Regions from separate parts of the Mus musculus genome. Here all the other regions are linked to region 3. The links are chromatin contacts, called in public Micro-C and promoter capture Hi-C maps. All regions are on one chromosome and are shown on one strand. The core of a region is the stretch at or near the end of the contact, and the rest is flanking DNA. Distances in the headings are between cores, read along the strand shown. Region 1 has its middle 57 kb from the start of Cpxm2. Region 2 holds the start of Cpxm2 (carboxypeptidase X 2 (M14 family)). Region 3 has its middle 46 kb from the start of Gpr26.

Evidence for each region. Promoter capture Hi-C pulls out the DNA fragments that hold promoters and counts their contacts. A called contact is a pair of places that touch in the nucleus more often than the background predicts.
Region 1: a Micro-C map of stem cell-derived neurons shows a contact between it and region 3, with 2.5 times the contacts expected there. The contact joins two enhancer-like sites. A contact is called at or near these places in 6 of 484 Hi-C or Micro-C datasets (ECoMG myeloid progenitors, embryonic stem cells, stem cell-derived neural progenitor cells and 2 more), 3 of 115 datasets of contacts at active chromatin or transcription factors (astrocytes, fibro-adipogenic progenitors and stem cell-derived neural progenitor cells) and 1 of 9 other capture datasets (embryonic stem cells).
Region 2: a promoter capture Hi-C map of hippocampal neurons shows a contact between it and region 3, with 2.3 times the contacts expected there. The contact joins the promoter of Cpxm2 here to the enhancer-like site in region 3. A contact is called at or near these places in 1 of 39 promoter capture datasets (hippocampal neurons), 1 of 484 Hi-C or Micro-C datasets (cortical neurons), 1 of 115 datasets of contacts at active chromatin or transcription factors (forebrain) and 3 of 9 other capture datasets (adipose tissue, embryonic stem cells and pancreatic islet).

The regions. Positions count from the first base shown.
Region 1 is chr7:132,209,820-132,214,029 of GRCm38.p6, forward strand. No RefSeq gene overlaps it. Among named protein-coding and RNA genes, the nearest start is that of Cpxm2, 57 kb to the left of the region's middle. Within about 2 kb of position 2,427, at least 33 of the 459 cell types and tissues checked have an H3K27ac peak or open chromatin away from gene starts, as enhancers often do. A contact at or near this core is called in stem cell-derived neurons, where this site is marked.
Region 2 is chr7:132,152,097-132,156,069 of GRCm38.p6, forward strand. It overlaps Cpxm2 (carboxypeptidase X 2 (M14 family)), which reads right to left and starts at 2,645. Exons shown (of 14, transcript NM_018867.5): 1 at 2,190-2,645. The coding sequence starts at 2,517.
Region 3 is chr7:132,010,669-132,014,727 of GRCm38.p6, forward strand. No RefSeq gene overlaps it. Among named protein-coding and RNA genes, the nearest start is that of Gpr26, 46 kb to the left of the region's middle. Within about 2 kb of position 2,748, at least 34 of the 459 cell types and tissues checked have an H3K27ac peak or open chromatin away from gene starts, as enhancers often do. A contact at or near this core is called in cortical neurons, hippocampal neurons and stem cell-derived neurons, where this site is marked.

The DNA.
Region 1 (4,210 bases), core at 1,177-3,676, 200 kb after region 3:
CTTATGGGTTCCCTGCCTGCGCGAACCAGGATTTATTGGTAGCTAGAAAAAGGTGTCACTTCCAATTAACATTAATCTTAGAGTCAGGAGTCCATGATCTTGGCTTCTAGGGTTCCCAGGTGAGGGAGGGCTGCATGATGCGTGTGAAACCCCAGGGTTCCAGGTACCTGCCCACCTGGATGCTTGGCTCCTTAGGTCATGTCTACAATTTACTCTAAACATGGAAAGAAACTATGGTGGTGGTGGTGGTGGTGGGTCTCTCTCTCTCTCTCTCTCTCTCTCTCTCTCTCTCTCTCTCTCCCTCCCTCCCTTCCCTCCCTCCCTCCCCATCCCCAGAGGTCAGTTCTGCTGAGTAGTGAGGTTGACATGGGACCAGAAAGGAAAGCATGGCCCCCGTGGGAGTCTGTACCTGGAGTCTTGTTACTACTCTTAGTGACTCAGGGCAGAGAAGCAGCCTTGAGGAGAGGGGCTGCAGTTGGGGTCCAAGCTGCGGCTGCCTGCCCTGCTTGGAGACTGATGAGTCCTAGGCCTCCCAATTCAGGGCTCTTTCTGTAGACTGTGGCAAATCACACCCGCCTGGACCATAGCTATTTAAGGGAGGCCAGCTGCTTACTAATGTGGGGATCCTGCCCTTCACTCTGATTGAAACAGAAGTGCGGGAACGGGAATGTGGTCTGCACGGTGACATTTGGCCTACACTTCCCTTCAGCAAGGGCCTGGGAAGCTACACCTGACCCAAATCCTCAGTTTTACCAACCAGCCTCAGCGTGATACTAGGTCTCTATTCTATAGTCACATCGAAAGTGCCCGGGCCCCGCCCCCCATCTTACCTAATCTGGAAAATTCTGCTTAGAAAATTGCACTCTTCTCCCAACCAGCCCTGCAATGCTCTGGAAACTGAGTTTGGGAGGAATCCTCGGTTACTTGGCACCTGGAGCCTGAACCCAGCAGCCCCAGGGAAGCCTGGGAAGAGAGGGGCATCAGCAAGAGCTGGTTTCCATGGAAACAGGACTCCAAGCCTGGGATCCAGAGTCACCTTAGCTGCTCTGAGTAGCCTGTGTGGCTCACACCTGTGCAAGGGGCTCCTGACCATCTATCTAGACCTGGAGGCAACTCTCCCCACAAGGAGCGTGGTCCAGGCTGACCATGGCTGACAGTACCAAGTCTTAGTGTTAGGATCCATTTAGTCCCCACTCTGTCAAACCAACCGGACAGGAGGAGCATCCAAAGAAGGCGCAAGCTACAGAAGATTCCTGTCGACTCTCCCAGCTGGTTCCCAAGAGAGAGGGAGTGAGTTAGGCCTAACTCCATCACCCCCCTCCCCCGCTCTCCACTCGAGAATATGCCCACTGCTCCACTCGAGAATATGCCCACTGCTCCCAGAAAAACACAATATCTCTCTGTTCAACCCTTCTACTGCCCCTGTGCCACGTGCCAGGCCCACAACACCCAACCCTCAGCTGCCCGTGAGCACGCGCCGCTTCCCCAAACTCCACTTCACCTGCTCTGCTTCTTTACAGATGGGAAACAGGTTTCCGTCTACTCATGAGCTCCTAGAGTCCCCGTGTTTTTAAGTTCCCCTTTCACAGCCTATCACAGGAGCCTCCAGACCCTGTCCCTTTCTAGTCTGAAGACATTTCTGGGGTCCCTTTTGGACGAATGATTCGATCAAGGGAGGGAGGGGCCTGTGCCCTGTCCTGTTCCCTCACACTCAGATCAAGGGGTCCTTCAGCTACCCCTACTTCCCTCCCCAGAGGGCCCACGCTCTGGCCTGCCCTCCATATCGTTCTCGGGTCTTAAGAGAGTTTTGCCACTTGCAGAGAACTCGGAACCTAAAACAGGGAGTTTGTCTATCACTAGACAGAATGAAGCCGAGATCAGGGATGAGGGTCAGGAGCCTCTGCAGCAGTTGGGGGACCTAGAGCAAGGATCTCCCTCTCGGGCCTGTTCCTGGTCTGCTAAAGAGGGAGTCAGACTAGAACCTCTCCAGCTTGACAGCCCGGCCATCTTTATGTAATTAATATTTCAGCTGACTAAGGCCATCAGTGGAAAACAGACAGAGCAAGAAGGGTAAAAACAAAAGAGGTTATGTTGGAATTCATACAGTGTGCACACCCAGGCCCTGTCCGCAATAAAGAGTCTCTTAAAATGGGGGCAGACTCAGCCAAGATCTGGTCTCTACCATTGAAGCCAAAGGGAACCTGAGCTCGTCCCGGGGGCTTTGGCTGGAAAGAGCTGGGGTGGGCCTGGTGGGGAGGGCCCTGCACAGAACCTTGAGGCCAAGCCTGGTCAACAGGGATTAGGCTCAACAAAAGAGCCTTGTGCAGTGAGGAGCCCAGCGCCTGGTTTCCTGTGCTTTGGTGACCCACACAGAACAGCATCTGATTGCATCTGGACAAGGTTTCTGTCCTTCCCATCATGCCCTGAGCCTCTCTTGGCTGGCACTCAAACCCTGCCTGTGTCTATGGCCTTTGCCCAGTTTTACCCATTCATGGAGATGTAAGGAAGACTTGGCGGCTCTCAGGAGCTCTCAGAAGCCTGGCATACCTCTGGGGGCTACTGGAATGAGCCCTACTTGTATAGAATTTCAAAGTTTCCTTCCTCTTCAAGAGTCTGGGCTGAAACTCAACCTTAGCATTCAGAGCAACAGCAGAAAACCTCCATCCACTTCCCTCCTCAGCACACAGGCACAAGAGTCTCACAGTCTGGAGTCGAAATCAAGTGCTGGGTATTGAGGCCAGCTGACCTGGGCTTGCTGGCTGGCAAACCAGGCTCAGGCTATTTCTGATTGGTAGTAGGTTAGCAAGCACCATATGCTGCACCCTATGACATCATTGTGTGGTCCACTGGCAAGTGCCAAAGGAAAACATGTCCCACAGTCTCCAAGAACTGCAGGCATCCATGCCTACAGCATCTCTCATAGATTCAGTGCTAAGCTACTTCTAAGCATTTAACAGTGGTTTAGTCTCTTTTATCATTTCCTTTTCTAAAAAAAAATTAGGTGTCTGTGGGCACATATTGCATGCATGCAATATGTGTGCCGAGCATATGGAAGGCTAGACATTGGTGTTGGGTCCCCTGGAGCTGGAGTGAAGCCATTATGAACCACTCCAAACTGGTGACAAGAACTGAAATTGGGCCCTCTGGGTAAGCAGCAAACATTCTTAACTGTTGAGATATTTCTCCAGCCCCTTCCTAACCTATACACATGCCTTTTTGTGGCAGGTTTTCCTGTAGCCCAGGCTGGCTATGTAACCTTGTTACATACACACACACACACACACACACACACACACACACACACACACTCCTTTGTGGCTTTTTAAATCAGAATGTCATCTAACTCAGGATAGCCTAAGATTCAGCAAGCTGCCCAAGCTAGCCTTGAACTTCCCTAGCATGGAGATTACAATCATACTCTACTGTACTCTACTTTAGTCCCATTTTGCAGGTGAGAAAACCAAGTCATAGAGAAGGTTGCTCCTGCATAGGATGGACTGGAGTGGAGAGTGTTGTTGGCAAGAGTTGATTCTGAGACTCACCAGGAGCTACATTTACTGTGGGAACTCAGAATGTCCTCATAAGGGCAGTGGAAGGGAGGCTGGGATCCAGCCCTGTCAGAAGATGCTGGCTTTGAGCCCCCAAGAGACAGATTCCAGTCCCTGGAATAGACTGGCCCTACAGGAAAGCCAAAGCCCAGAATTCCAGAGTTATTTTTTGGTGGGGAGGAAAGCGGCCTGCCCCTAACTGGTGGAGAGTGGGGCCGTGGAGGAGGCCAGCCCCGATTTCCTAGGGGATTTGGGGAAACTGCATGTAGCTGGTGGAGAGGGAGCATCCCAGCACATTCCCAGGCCCAGCCCGCCCCCTGCTGGCCATAAGGGAGAACACAAAACGTCAGCTGCCAGCAAAAGTGATCTACGGTTTCAACTCCAACTCAATTTGAAAGGTTGGGAATTGAGTGTAAATTTGTGTCATTCGTTCCAGCTACTCAGTGAATGGAGACCTTTCCTTTTCTGTCCATTTGCCAATGAAATCGCTGCATGGGAGGAACTAAATGTGTGGAATATTCCAGTCACAGCTTGGGGTAGGAAGATGAGTATCAAGATTCAAGGATAAACAAGCTGGATTTTAGCAGCCCCCTCCCCACTCCTGTGCTTTTGAAGTCCATTATGACTCTCAAGACATAAATGCCCAAAATATTTCATTCAAA
Region 2 (3,973 bases), core at 1,395-3,894, 140 kb after region 3:
TCCACAGTTGAAAGTTTTATTGAACATACACAGAGGAGGGGGGAGCAGGAGGAGATGGAGGGAGACAGAGAGGCATTAATTTAAACTACGCAATGAATGTCACACTCATCCTAGCTGCGGAAGCTTTAAAATGCCCCACTTGATTCACTAGGAAAATGGCTGAAAGAGCAATGAGCCAGGAAGCAGCTCCCCCAAGGCCTGTGAGCCTGATACTGGTGCTTTGGGGTGTGTCTTCCATTTGGAGACAGGACCTGGTGGCTAAGTATTCACCAGGAACAGTTAACTACCTGTCCCATGGCCAACTTCTGTCTGCAAGATGGCTGTCCAAAAGCAAATGACAGAGTATACCTGGTTTCTCTTTCAGAGACCCCCCATTCCTAGGCTGATAACCACCAATGCTCCAAGAAAGGAGATCCACTTCCAGGTTGTGATAACTGAGCCCCCAGACACATTAGTTGGAGGCACTGATTAGCCTAGGATGTGAAAGACTGTAATTGGTCACTAGTGAGAATACTCGAACAATAAGTGAGCTTATTAATCAGGCCTAGTTAGTCATCTCCCCCTGGGAAACACTGGCCCTTTTATCATTTATTTTCTTGATATTCCATGTTCTATGCAACTCTCAGCACACTTGTGATTACTTCCCCAAAGTTACACAATTCTATGAAGTCCTTGGAGGAACGGCCTCTCCACCTTATGTTCTCTCTCCCCAGGGCTTCGCCTTACAGTGCTGGGCAGACACTTATAAACCATGTGTAGAACAAATGAAGAGCTCCCACACAACAAGCACACCTCAAAGTTCAGGGCACACTAACGGACACTATAGAAGGCTTTGGCAGCATCAATGCAATGGCAGACACTTTTCTTTCTATCTGCAGGTGAAGCAACTGAGGCTCAAAAAGTAGAACTCAAATTCCAGGTCCCAAAATGGTAACCCCACGACCTGGCTGGTAAATCGGGCTTTCAATTCTCCCAAGCAGAACAATGACAAAATAAGTTACCTTCCCCTGCTTGAAGGCTGCTAATCTGTAACATGACAGGGCTAGCCACCTTCCAGAGCCAGAAGAGAACTAAATGAGACCATGGGACACTACCAAACTCAGCGCCACATCCCACCCCTTCATGTAGAGCCACGGCAGCTTTTCTACCTCTTAATCTCCATCATCCCCCAGAAAAAGGAGAGACAGTCTCTGTGGTTCTATTTGGGTTTGCCCAACCTTTGGAACTATCAATGGCAGACGGCAGGGACTCAGCCATATACAAAGGTGATAGCCTCAAATTGGGGCTCAAGAGTGTCAGCATCTTCCCTTGCCACCCCGCCTGGTGAATTTAATATTCGTCTAACCAAATGAAAGCCACTTCTGAGTCCAGAGCTCTGTGACCTGGCACGTGATTCCTTTCAGGCAAAGAAACGCAAAGGCCATAGAATTTGGTCACTGTCCTGCTGGCTTCCTGTGATTGAAATAGTGGGAACACAGCTCCTGCACTGAGCAATCACTATCTGAAACAGTTAAGAGAAAGCCCTCTTCACAGGTTTGGGATACAGGCTGGACTAGAAGAAAGTGAGGATGGATTTGAGATTGGCCCAAGGGATGGGTAGAGCATCCCAGGCTGCCAGGCACTCAGAGCTTTCCAGGGCTCCTGTAGTCTGCCCTTTCCAAGAAGGCAGAATCTTGGCTGCTACAGGGACCAAGAGTGATCCAAAGTCTGCAGCTGGGACTGTGCCATTCTGTGCATAGTGGATTTAAGGGCCCCACTGACTGGGGTGGAGGGAGCTGAGAAGGGCACTGTCTGAATAAAGGTCACTGACTGAATCTTGCCAAGGCCATCTGCCAAGTGACACCGGCCGGTCACATGCCCATTGATAAAATCGGTCTGAAAAAAACACTTCTAAAGATTGAATACATAAGCAGAGCAGGAAGAAGCAACAGATGCCTCCTTAGGCTGTGCCAGCGAGCATTGGGACACCGGGCCGCTCCCCAGGCAGCTTCCCAAAGAGCTCCATTCTGTTTCTGCCTGAGGGGGCAGGGAGAGAAAGCTGAACTTAGCTCAGATGTAGTCTCTAGGGAATAACACAGGCACCACAGGACTTTGGCTGGGCTCACTCAAGAAAACATACTGGAAGCCAGGTGTCCCCTGGAGTGCCACGATCGCTGGCGCCCCCTCGGGCTGCCCGATGCAAAAGTTACCTGGTGGAGGCGTCTCTGCAACTAACTTCTCCCTCTTGGGAGCCTTCTTGGGCTTGATGGCCTTCTTGGGAGTTCTGTGGCCCTGCTGGTGCGGCTCCTGCTGTTCCTGCTCCTCCACCCTAAGGTCTTCATGCATTGAAGGCGAGAAGAGCTCCGGCTCCGGCTCAGGCTCCGGATGCCCATAATAGCGCCCGCGCCGCCAGAGCTCCTGGCTGTAATAGTCAGGCTCCTCGAAGGCTGCGCCCTGGGCTCTGACTCCAGCCAGGGCCACCGCCACAAGTGCCAGGGCCAGCGCCAGCGCAGGGCAGGCGGTCCCCAGACGGGCCATGCCCGCTCTGCCCCGCACCCAGGGTAGGATCGGGTCCCCGGGAGCGGCAGGCGGGCTACAAATGACGACTACGGCGCGGGACAGGGGCGCGGGCGCTGCAGCGGGTGCAGATGGTGGGTGGGACAGGCCGGACGGGCGGGGCTGGGCCGGAGTGGGGCGGGCAGGGGCGCGCCCAGGAGAGGCTAGGCGCCGGCCGACCCACCCTCCCTCCTACCCGCCCAGGGCCTCTCCAGCAGGTGTTGAAGGCCACTAGAAGACTGTCACCAGCCTTCCTTGCATTTCTAGGAGGCCGATATTTTGTCCTCCTGGGCACCCCTTCTGCAGAGGTAAGGCATGGTGATCGTGGAGAGAACTATAGGGCTGTGTCTTCCATTCCTTCATTTTGCAGAACAAATCTGATTAAGACTGGCTAAGGTAATAACCAGCAGGCTGCCCTCCAGTCGTTTTGCCCCAGACCGTGGAGGAATCCCGGATTCCCTGGAGGAAGTTCCCTGGGAGCAGGGCCTAAGGGCCTGGGAACCCCTGCTGCCTACCGTCCAGAGTGTGGCTCTGTAGGAGAGAATAGAGCCAGCCGAAGACTACTATCTCACAAGTCACAAGAGGGCATTTGTCTCTTCCAGGAATCCAGGCTTCTCTGGAGAACCCTGGTGTCACCTTCCCTTTGATAAAGTGCCTTCCATCTTTACCCATCATGCCGTAGTTTTTTTTCTTAGTGGAGTGGAAAGAAGCCAGTGGCCCTAGCTTCTCTCTGGGCTCTGCACCAGTATTCTATGGCTCCTCTAACACATTGAGACAGGTTTAAAACAAGAGACTCGCTGACTCACAGGTTAAATGTCAGAGGCAGCAGCACCAAGGTGCGTGTAGTGGTGGCTGAGGGACTCATTTGTGGTGAGAGCTGGGGTTGGGGGTAGCTTTCATAGCCACTCAATGAATCGCTAAAGTCAGGTCCTGGCAGTGACTGTTTTGCAGCTTGCTTGCTGTGCTTTCTAGGGGCTGCCTCGGGTGCCCTGCATCTCAGAGTCAGAATTCACAGGTCAAATCCAAACTGTACCTTCAAATCACCCCTATTTTTTTCTATCTCCATCTAGCGGAGAATATACTCCACATTTAAGAGGCTCTGAGATGATCCAGAATTGGTCCCAACTGTCATCAGTCTACTCTGTACATTTAATTCATAAGTTCTAAAGATCCAGTAGAGTTGCCTCCAAGGGGCCACAGTGTCTGCCAGCCACAAAGACAACTAGTCCTTAAGTCTGTCAGTCTGTCCCTGAGGGCCTGGGATATGACCCAAGAATGCCTCTGAGATGAACCTGGGCATTGGGCTAAGGCCTCTGCATTTAGAGGGGAATCACAGGCCTGAGGCCCCCAATGTCAGATGTTAGCCAGCTCAGCTGTGACTTTTTGCCTCACTCCTATGTCCTCACTGTTGCTATCAGACCACCCAGCCGACCTTTGG
Region 3 (4,059 bases), core at 1,498-3,997:
AAACTGGTTAGGCTCCATGGCATGGGAAATTGACTAACCATGGGCAGCTGAGGGATCCTTCCTCATATTTTGGTAGTCAATGGGTGGACCTAACTTATCTGCTTCATCTTTTTTTGTTTAAGTGGGAAGTGGCTCACTGGATAGCCTAGGCTGGCCTTGAACTTACAACCCTCCTGCTGTGCCTCCTATGAGTGTTGGGACAACAAACCTTCACCACACACATCTACTCCTTCCTTTGAGTGCTCTCATCTCACTGTCAAGATCAAACCCTTGGGTCCTGCTGCAAAAAAAAAAAAAAAAAAGGACGGTGCCTTTTGAGAGGAAAGAGCAGGGTTCTCCTATGGGACACTACAACCCTCCAGGCTCAATGAATTTGGTCGCTCCTTTGTCTCCATTGACTTCTGAAAGTTAACATTCCTGCCTTAGTTAGTGTAGGTGATTCTTCGTAGCAGTATCCGCAGCACTGTTACAGTCACCCCTAATAATCAGGCATTTGGGAATCAAATTGTAGTTGCAGAACTCTAAATATAGCATTTCTGCTCATTGCTGTTTCAGAAGATGTTGCTGGGAGTCAGCTGCTAGAGTTTGCATTTAATGCACCGATCATGAGGCCTATCCATGACTGGATTATGTATTTTGTTTCTTAACATATTTTAATTGTTATAAAGACATTTTGAAGTAACAGATTCCCTTTACAATCCTGCTTCCCTCCTTTTCTGTGAGGAAGTAAATGATGCTGAGAAACCCGGGACAGAGAAGAGACTTTGAACCTCTGCACTGGATCAATGCTTTTCAAATTGTGGGAACGATCCAGGTAGCCTCGGGTCACAAAATCAATTGAACGGATTGTGAGTGCTACTTTGCTTTAAGGAAACATGAGTAAAATAAAAAACAGAGAGCCTGTCTGCTGTGCTGCATGCACATTAAACTCGTAGGGCTTTTGTGATCTGTGAACACTGGTTCTCCGGTGAGTGAGGGCGGGGAGTCCATTTCTAAGTGTGCTTCATTTGAGATGTTTAGAGTCACAGTCCTGGGCATCCTGGTGTGTCAGAACAGAAACCCTGTCTGTATTTTGCTTTTCTCTCTAGTATGTAAGCGATATTTGAAGGTAATAAGTAACCATCAAATATACCTGTACAATAGAGAATCAGAGAGCAAGAATCTGGCAAGTGATACATACCAACACAGAATGATTATACAGGCATGCAGGAAATACAACTGAGTCCTCGTTCAGGGCCGCAGGATGTACCTGATGGGATTTCCAAAACCAGTTTACCTTCCAGAAGTTCTCAGTCTAATGAATGAACGACTTTTTGCCATTCTGGCAAGAACACATGTGTAAGATGTTGAGGAGAATTTTTCTGGATGTATGATCTTTTCACAGATCCTGGAGAAAACTAGAAGACAAACTCCACATGACCTTTGCCTGCAGGATTCAGAAGAAGTACCAAGCCGATGCAGGGTAGAGTGTGCCACAAGTCATCAGGGTGTAGACAGTGGTCACTGGTCACAGGGAAGCTTCCCTGACTAGGTAAATCAGGAGGAAGACTGAAAAGATCTCTGCTGGGATGGAAGCCCCTCCCATCTCATCTCCTCCTAGCCTCTGGATGGATAACCCCATCTTTTTCTGTATTGTAAACCTGCTGACTCTCCAGACATCCGAAGTATCTAGACTCACCTGGGAATTTTCTATTTGGTTCATTCGTTATTTTGTTATTTGTTTTTGTTTATTTGTTTGTTTAAATCATCTACCTATTTTTCCGGAGATATTTTTCTTTCTTCTTGACATTCATCTAGCAAGAGTTCTCTAGTGAGGATGGGCCTGCCCTTTGCTAACAGAACTGAGTAGGGTGATGCACTGGAGGTTAGATGGAAGTAACCTTGACAAGAGAGCTGAGTGACCTGCTCAGCATAGGTGTCCCTGAGCCTCAGAGTCCTGTGCTCCAGTTTCTGGACTAAGTGTCTCTCTTCCCCCATGGACTGTCACCTTGTATCACAATGCACAAGGCACAACATCTTAAGCAGCAGCATACAACTGTGCCAAGCAGGTGCTCACCTAAAACCTTCATAAACGATAGAAAGTAAGTATTATGTAGAGAATGTACACAAACACTTGCTCACTTTCTCCTCCTCCTCTTCCAACCACAAGAGGAATCCAGTACCAAGAATACCTCATGCCCCCAAGAGTCCACCATCACAGCAGCTTCCTTGACCTAGTAGCAAGCCTGGTCCTCATACCTAACTCATTTGCAGTTAGATGACTAGAAATGCTGTGGGTGTGGCCTCTGAGATTGTCTGTCAGTCCCTGATAGTCACCAAGTGGCCTGCAGCAAAACCCTGTTCATGGGAGGCCCATGACAGGCCGTCTAGAGGCACCAAACTGTCTGGGGGGTGCTTTCATACCACATCAGGCATGTGTGGTGGCTTTTCTTGGTTTCCAGGGGTAAGATATCTCCCAGCAAAGAGGATAGCCTGTGCATGTGTATATACAATGTCAAGCTTCTAACACACACACACACACACACACATCTGTACATGCACACACACAGTGAGGGAGGAAGGGAAGGAGAGAGAGAGAGAGAGAGAGAGAGAGAGAGAGAGAGAGAGAGAGAGAGAGAAAGAGAGAGAATGAATCTCACAGAAGAACCTCTCACTAGCCAACTGCAGGGGAAAGTGTGGAGGCTTTGAAAGCTGCATCTGTCTTCATCCAGGTCTCCATGGAAACCTTGAAACCAGACATGAAGCCCAGCTGAGTTATTTGTCTCCTCAATGAACAGTCACAAAAGAACCAAGTCCCCAGGGCTATGAGTTAATAAGACAAGGACTTTTCAAATAGACATGCACAGCACTTCTCTGCCAAATACTGTGCCCAGGCATACCAGGGATACTCCCTTGGCACAGTCAAATGTACTTATATGGAAAGATGCCCATGCTGGGGTCAACTATAGGCCAATATCTGCAGAGGGAGGATTACCTGTGACTATCTGAGGACTATGTGCATGCTGTGCTCTGATAATGATAATGATGATAAAATAGCAATGACCACCATTAAATTAGTTGAATACTTACCTTGAAACTGGGTGTTCTTCAAATCACCCCTATAATGTGCAGAACCTACTAATACTTTCATAGGGAAATAAACATCCTGAGCTTCCCAAACTCACTCAGTTCCTTTTGATGGACAGTCTCTGCGTCAGTTACTCTGCAGCAGCTGCCCTGACCTACTGTGTCCACACCCTTTGCCCTTTCCTGCCTACTGAGATCCCATTCCCCCTCCCACTCCATGTGGGTAGTATTCTATGGAGCCCCAGAAGGAAACAGGTGACCCAGGTGCTCCCTGGTGCCCTCTTTCACCGTAGTCATTCTCTTACAGATGATACATGGACCAAGTTAGTCCTATGCAAAGCAACCCCCGAGCACCAGCATAAACAGGCAGGGTGTTACACCAGAGTCAGAAAGTAGGACAGCAGTTTCTTTTGCTTGTTCACTCGGAGAAATGGCGTGTCACATGGAGTGTCACTATTGCTGTCCACCTCACGGGCTTATGAGAACATTCTGCCTCTGCCTCCTGAGTAGCTGGGACTCTAGGCATGTGTAGGCATATCTGAATTAGGATGTAGTTTCCAGACTGTCAGTTACTCACTAGGCAATTGCTCTGTGACTAGCCTCTCCAGGACATGCCTGGTGTGGTATGAAAGCACCCCCCAGACAGTTTTGGTGCCTCAAGACTGCCTGTCATGGGCCTCCCATGAACAGGGTTTTGCTGCAGGCCACTTGGTGACTATCAGGGACTGACAGACAATCTCAGAGGCCACACCCACAGCATGTCTAGTCATCTAACTGCAAATGAGTTAGGTGTGAGGACCGGCATAAAACAAGAACAGTGTCATGATCTCTCTCTCTCTCTCTCTCTCTCTCTCTCTCTCTCTCTCTCTCCCTCCCTGTTTCGTATGTGCTTTGCCTTGTCTGTGTGAGGGTATCAGATCCCCTGGAACTGTGTGACTGTATGAAGGTATCAGATCCCCTAGAACTGGAGGTACAAACAGCTGTGAGCTGCTA